Linked DNA regions of Cyprinus carpio: region 1 is linked to region 2. The links are chromatin contacts, called in public Hi-C maps. All regions are on one chromosome and are shown on one strand. Each heading gives the region's core, a stretch centred on a gene start, on an enhancer-like site or on the middle of the called end of the contact. The rest is flanking DNA. Distances are from core to core; before and after follow the strand shown. Region 1 holds the start of LOC109091618 (midnolin-like). Region 2 has its middle 13 kb from the start of LOC109059915.

Region 1 (2,895 bases), core at 188-2,687, 98 kb before region 2:
CTTACGTTTATGGTGGACACGGTGACGACAAGTAATGACAGCAGTTTTGCACTATCCAAACGAATAGCCTAGCCTTATATGCTGAAACGAATGCTTGACGGTGACCTTATTTATGTCTACCACCTTGCTGCCCTTCCACCAAGTTATGCTATGACAGTCTCTCTGAAGCAATGCTCCCAGGAACTCCCGGCTCGTCATCATTCTAGAAAGTCAACGTGCAAGCTAAAGCAAGCTTTTATCGACTCGAGCTAGTAAAAGCTTTCAGATGCTTCAGCTTTAGGGTGACTTGATGCAAAGTGGTCCCTTGTGCACTGGGGAATCAACAGAACATATTTTACTATGTCACTTATCACTGACTGGTCAGTGCATCTTAGCTGTTTAGCCATGGTGTTATGTAACATGCATTTTATCACAGCAGTTACAGAATGCGGATAAGGTATTACACGGGCAGAAGGTGCTGGGTTCAATCCAGGACAGGACCCCAAATAGATCACCTCCTAGAATTCACAAGGCCTCAGATTATGGGAAACCTCTACATGTAATAAGTAGAAGGTTGCTGGTGTGGTTTTGCATCAAGATATTTAAGTAAGATCACCTCATGGACAGTGTGCAATATATGTGTACAAGACGCCTAATGAGCCTTCAGTGTGCTGACGCACTGCAAACATAACCCAACCAACAAGTGATGCACCTCAGAAAGTTTAATGCAAGTTCTCAGGAACCTTAGCATAGCATTAACATAGCATTGCGTGTAAACACATTCTCGTTCTTAGTGCCAGATAGGTTAACAAGAGTACAAAAATAGACCTCTTCAACTAATTAATTAGAACGGCTGCGCATATCAAATAACCTGAACTGCTAAATGCTGACATGACTAAACATGGACTGCATCAGTCTCTGTTCGCCTCTTCGCATTAAGAGTTGTTAAATTAATAGTATATAGAGGTTGAGAGTTTGTTCCGTGATTCAATGGAAAGTGCTGTTCCTCCCACTGGACATTGGATACTCTGATGTTAGCTACTATTAGGTTTTTCTCACTATGCTTAACGTCGTTTCAACCCCTGGTTAAGCAACGTGACGTAAAGCATCTCAAAGTAATGATTTTTATGATTAGCATGGTCCATTAGCCCCTGCTGGTAGATGCTTGTAACTACACCATATTTTTTCATTGATGGCCATTAAAATGTAACCATGTAAAATGGACTGATTTATTTAACACCTCTTTTTTGTTTCTATCTGCTGCTTTTGGCATCACAACTGGAAAAATGCCAGTAAGCAGGTTGGGATTTTACAGTGTGTACATCTGTCATCCAAACAGCACTGTGGCCACGTCATTTTGCTGTGGCTCTAAAGTGATTAGTCACATGGCTGGGTGCAATAATAAGTGCTCATGAGCAAAGATGGCAGATTTCACATGCATACTTCTATGGGGTTCACACCAGCCGAGCAAGTGCCATTGAGATGACTGGGAATGCAGACGGATAGGTTTATCCAGGTATTTTATATGTGCTAAATGTACTGTTTCTTGTGTTATATTTATTTCATGCTAAATATATTGTAATTCATTTCAGATTCTGTCAGTTTTGTGCGTTGTCAAATTCTTGCTTCATAATACTTTTGCAGCTGTTTGACTGTCAACTAATGAGGAACTGAAAGGCACAAAAAAGAATGAATTTGCATGAGCAATTGACATTTCCTTTGAAATCAAGCAATTTAAGAATGTTGAAACAAATTTTTCCAGTATGTAACACTAGGTACGATTAATATCCTTGAAAAACACATCTTGTTTTAATGCTAAACCTCACCAACTCTTGAGTCTTGAACCTAAATAATTATCAACCATTTTTAATGATGCCTTGACTTCTAAAGTCACTAATTAAGCAAGATAAGGACCGTATTCAGAAGTCAAGCTTAACCGAGCAATCTCGTTCAGGAGCAGGATTACTTTCAGTCTAGGAAACCAGCAATGTTTTAGACTTGGATTAATCCAGCGTTTTCCAAGAACACTTCATAGAGGTCATACGCTGATTCCTTCGGTCACTATGTGGGAAGTTGTAAAAGTAAACATTGGCCCACATGTAAATGCTTTACTTGACCGACACAATTGAACTCTCTGGTGAACTCGAACAGGATAGGGAAATAAGGAAGTAAGCAAAAAGGAACATTAGCAATAGCATTAGCACCAATCGTGGGAACTGCAGCTTAAAGAGTGACAGGAAATAATAGCATTCTTGTGAAGTGTAGGCTTCTATTTTTAAAGTCTGATTGGATACGAGTTGACCGAGCTTCCTACGTCACAGATGGAATCAGAGGGCCAAAATAACCTTCCATATCACTGATTAGATTACTGCAACCAGTCAAACAGTGGATACAGGTGAAATGTCAGTGTGCCACACAGTCCCTGTGCATTGCTTCTCTCTAGAGGCTGTCTTCTGATTAAATTAGCCTAACGTGGGAAGTTGCTAATCCGAGCCAACCCAGGATTAAGCCTGCAGGACATCGAGAGTACATGGGAGAATGTGTGTTTGAGTGTGGGCTGCTGAGTGGGTGGTGGATAACGAGGGTTTGCGGAGAACAAATAAACCTTGCAGAACATGAGGCTAACAAAGATACTCCTGTAATTCCATTTTGTCTTAATTCATCATGTGATGTCTTGTATAATATTAAATGAAATCTGTATTAATAACAAGCAATTCACACTTAATTTGCTTGGGAATTTGGCTGATGTGTTGGGTGAATTCTGTAGTGCTTGCTCTCGGTTTCCATAAAGAAGTGCTTACGTGAACTTTTTCATAATGTGGTCAAACTGCAGGGGGCTACAGACTATTCAAATGCAATATGCCTACAAAGCTACTAATGCCTGGAACAAAAGATGCAATATTGTGATTATATATA
Region 2 (2,974 bases), core at 316-2,815:
GTCATTATGTCCTCTGTCAACACCACCTGCCCTAGCTTGTGTGGACTGAGTTCAAATGACTCCCACACAGAGCCAAACCCTTATACCTCATGCCCAACTGCGTGTAGGTTAGTTAAGTGTGTGTGTGTGTGTGTGTGTGTGTGTGAGAGAGAGAGTGTGTTCAAGGTTCTGTACATCCCGTTTGGAAATCACCAGCCTTGCATACCAAATATGGCCATTCCTAAGTATTTCTTGATGGAAAATCATTCACACCCAACACCGGCAAGACACAAATTATTACAGACATTCCCAGCATTCCTTGAGCTTTAAGGTTGTACTGCATGTCAGTGAGAACTGAATTTATATCATTGCAATAACAAGGTTGCAAAAATAGCTGTTAGAGAATAATATTTAGTGAGGTTTATGTTTGAAACAAGTGAAAAAACTCCAAGTGGGAGAAGGAAATATTCAAATGTTCACAAATCTTAACATCTTATGCTATTTTTAAAGGTAAACCCAGTAATTTTTGCATAAGGACACATGGTGCTTAAATCTCACAATAAAAAGACTCTTTTTCTGCCACCTGTGTTCCTAAAGTATTTTCCCATTCATTTTTTCCCTAGACATTTAAATAATAGTTCATTAAAGACTTTTAAGCCTTGAACCAAACCAGTCAGTTCTGAGATAAAATGCTGCATTACTTTCAGTAATAAAAACTTGAAGCTTTAGTTTAAACAAAAAAAGTAGGATAAATGACAAGATTGTGTAGGGAGTGAATGAATAAACATTTGGAAATTTTGGAATTTTTGGAAGCTTTGAATGACAGTGTGGGCAGACTGCTTTGATTATGTCATTTGCAATGCTTTAGGTGACTGTGAGTGTGATTATGTGTGGGGTTCAGAGTGCATGAACAATCTGAGCTTATAAAACGGGTCCTTGGTTTGAAAAAGTCTGAGTAACCCTTAATAGATGCAGTTTACAAATGCTTTACCACAGTAGCAAAAGTGAATTTTTTGTTAGTTTGAAGTGCTTTTATGGTTGTGGATTATCTCTGCATTTTCTGTTTACAAAGTTGGTTCAAGGTGAAACGTTCATTCGAGGCGTAACACAATACTTGGTTTTGAAATGATTCACAACTCACTTGACATCAAAGGAATGTTCTGAATGCATACATCTCTTGGCCTTCGTGAATATATATTGTTCACGATGAACTCTCCTTCCAGATAGTGAGTGCACTAATGCCGTTTTCCATCTGCAGACAAAAGCCCATGTGTGTGTGCTGTGAAGGCATGCAGCATGACCTGAGGGTCCATTTCGGCGCATGACAAAACAAGCTTGAGTGCTGCATGAGGCACAGAATGGGGATCTAGCGTTTGTTCCATGACTTCAAACTCCCTTTCCCCCTCTTCTGCATTTTTTCCTCCTCTTAGGCACCGTCTTTTTTTACTTGTATCGTCATTTTCTTCCAGCCTTTCTGCATGGTATTGTTTTTTTTTTTCTTTTATAGTATTTCCAGCATTTTTGCCTTGGTATTCCTGGTCCCCCCTCTGTCAGAATTGGTTAGATGAAGGAATGACTAGTACACAGTGAAGGGGGTTAAGGGGGAGGGCAGCTGTTCGGTCTTTCCCGGAATGAGGGCTACCGTGCGAGGTATCCGAGGTGGTTTGAAGGCCCTACCACGGGAAAAACGTGCCCTAGACAGCTGTCCTCTGCCGGATCAGCTACTCTACTCAAGAGGCCATAGTCCTTTTCTCGGGCTCTAGAGGTGAGCTGATCACTGGGAGACCCCTACTGGTGTGTTTTTGCCACTGCAATGTCCTCAGAGAACTTAGAGTACAGTATGTGTTGATGATTATATCAAGACTATAACACTGTCTTGAACACTGGGGCAAACCAAACTAATTAAATTACTAATTACATGGAAAAATGACAAAAATTTACAAAAAAAAAGTCAAGCAGTATGCATATTACTATCTGTCTTTTGAGTTTTCTATCATAAAAACCTATCAAATGTTTAGCTACTGATAAGAACGTGCAATATTTCACCATTAAAATGTGTCACGCAAGAATTAATGTTCGGCTTGAATAGTAAATGCCCACCTTCTTTGATTTGAAATTATATTTTATGAATTACATCTATATTATTACAATTTATATTTATTTACAGTTACATTTTAATATTTAATTAAATAACAGGGGATGTGTCATTTACATCTGAACCCATAATTAATGCACTTTGGGGTCATATTTTATTTTATTTTGCATTATATTTATGGTTTCCAGTGATGAGGCCCTGTTTTGTTTTGGCATCTGGCTACAGCAAGCTGACTGTGCACCAGAATACAGTCATTTTTATGTTGATTTGATGTCATACATAGGAAGCATGTCATCTCTTTTAAAAGTTAAATCATGAAAATTATCTGATTAGTTGAATTTTGTATTTTCCGCGAACTGTGACCCATTTTTGGGTCATGGCCCACCAGTTGAAAAATGCTTACTTAGTGATTTCCTCAAAAGAGTTATACAAGTAGCACAGGAAGTCGGTTCATTTTACAAATCTTGGCACAGTCCAAATGCATGAGAAGCACCATATCAGGTCAAAGATGCGGAATTGTTATGTTGCGCAAATGAAATTCACGGCAGACGTTTGGCACAGGCTCAGGGTGCTGACTCAGGCGTATTATCTTATTGTGCACAGAACAATGGCAGTGAATCAGAAATGAATTCGGGATTGTTAGGCAATACAGGAGGGTTTGCAAACGAGGTGGTGTTGTTGTGCCAAAGTGTCAACGTGCGTGTCACCCTGCATTTCCCATCAAACCTTCTTTGATTTAAGGCCACTTTGCACCTCTCTGTCTATTTACTTCATCACATGTTTGTTTGGTTTCATTTCCTCTCCCCCAATCAAACAGGTTTTTTTAGAGGCCGAGCTGGTCTGTGGGCTGCTGGTGAGGGGGCGGGACAGGAAGAGGTGGGCGACCAGAGAATTGCATTT

The links. A called contact is a pair of places that touch in the nucleus more often than the background predicts.
Region 1: a Hi-C map of skeletal muscle shows a contact between it and region 2, with 7 times the contacts expected there. The contact joins the promoter of LOC109091618 here to the enhancer-like site in region 2. A contact is called at or near these places in 7 of 8 Hi-C or Micro-C datasets (liver, red blood cells and skeletal muscle).

Annotation. Positions count from the first base shown.
Region 1 is chrB22:23,828,386-23,831,280 of ASM1834038v1, reverse strand. It overlaps LOC109091618 (midnolin-like), which reads left to right and starts at 1,437. Exons shown (of 8, transcript XM_042749482.1): 1 at 1,437-1,495.
Region 2 is chrB22:23,730,647-23,733,620 of ASM1834038v1, reverse strand. No RefSeq gene overlaps it. Among protein-coding and RNA genes, the nearest start is that of LOC109059915, 13 kb to the right of the region's middle. Within about 2 kb of position 1,565, at least 3 of the 8 cell types and tissues checked have an H3K27ac peak or open chromatin away from gene starts, as enhancers often do. A contact at or near this core is called in skeletal muscle, where this site is marked.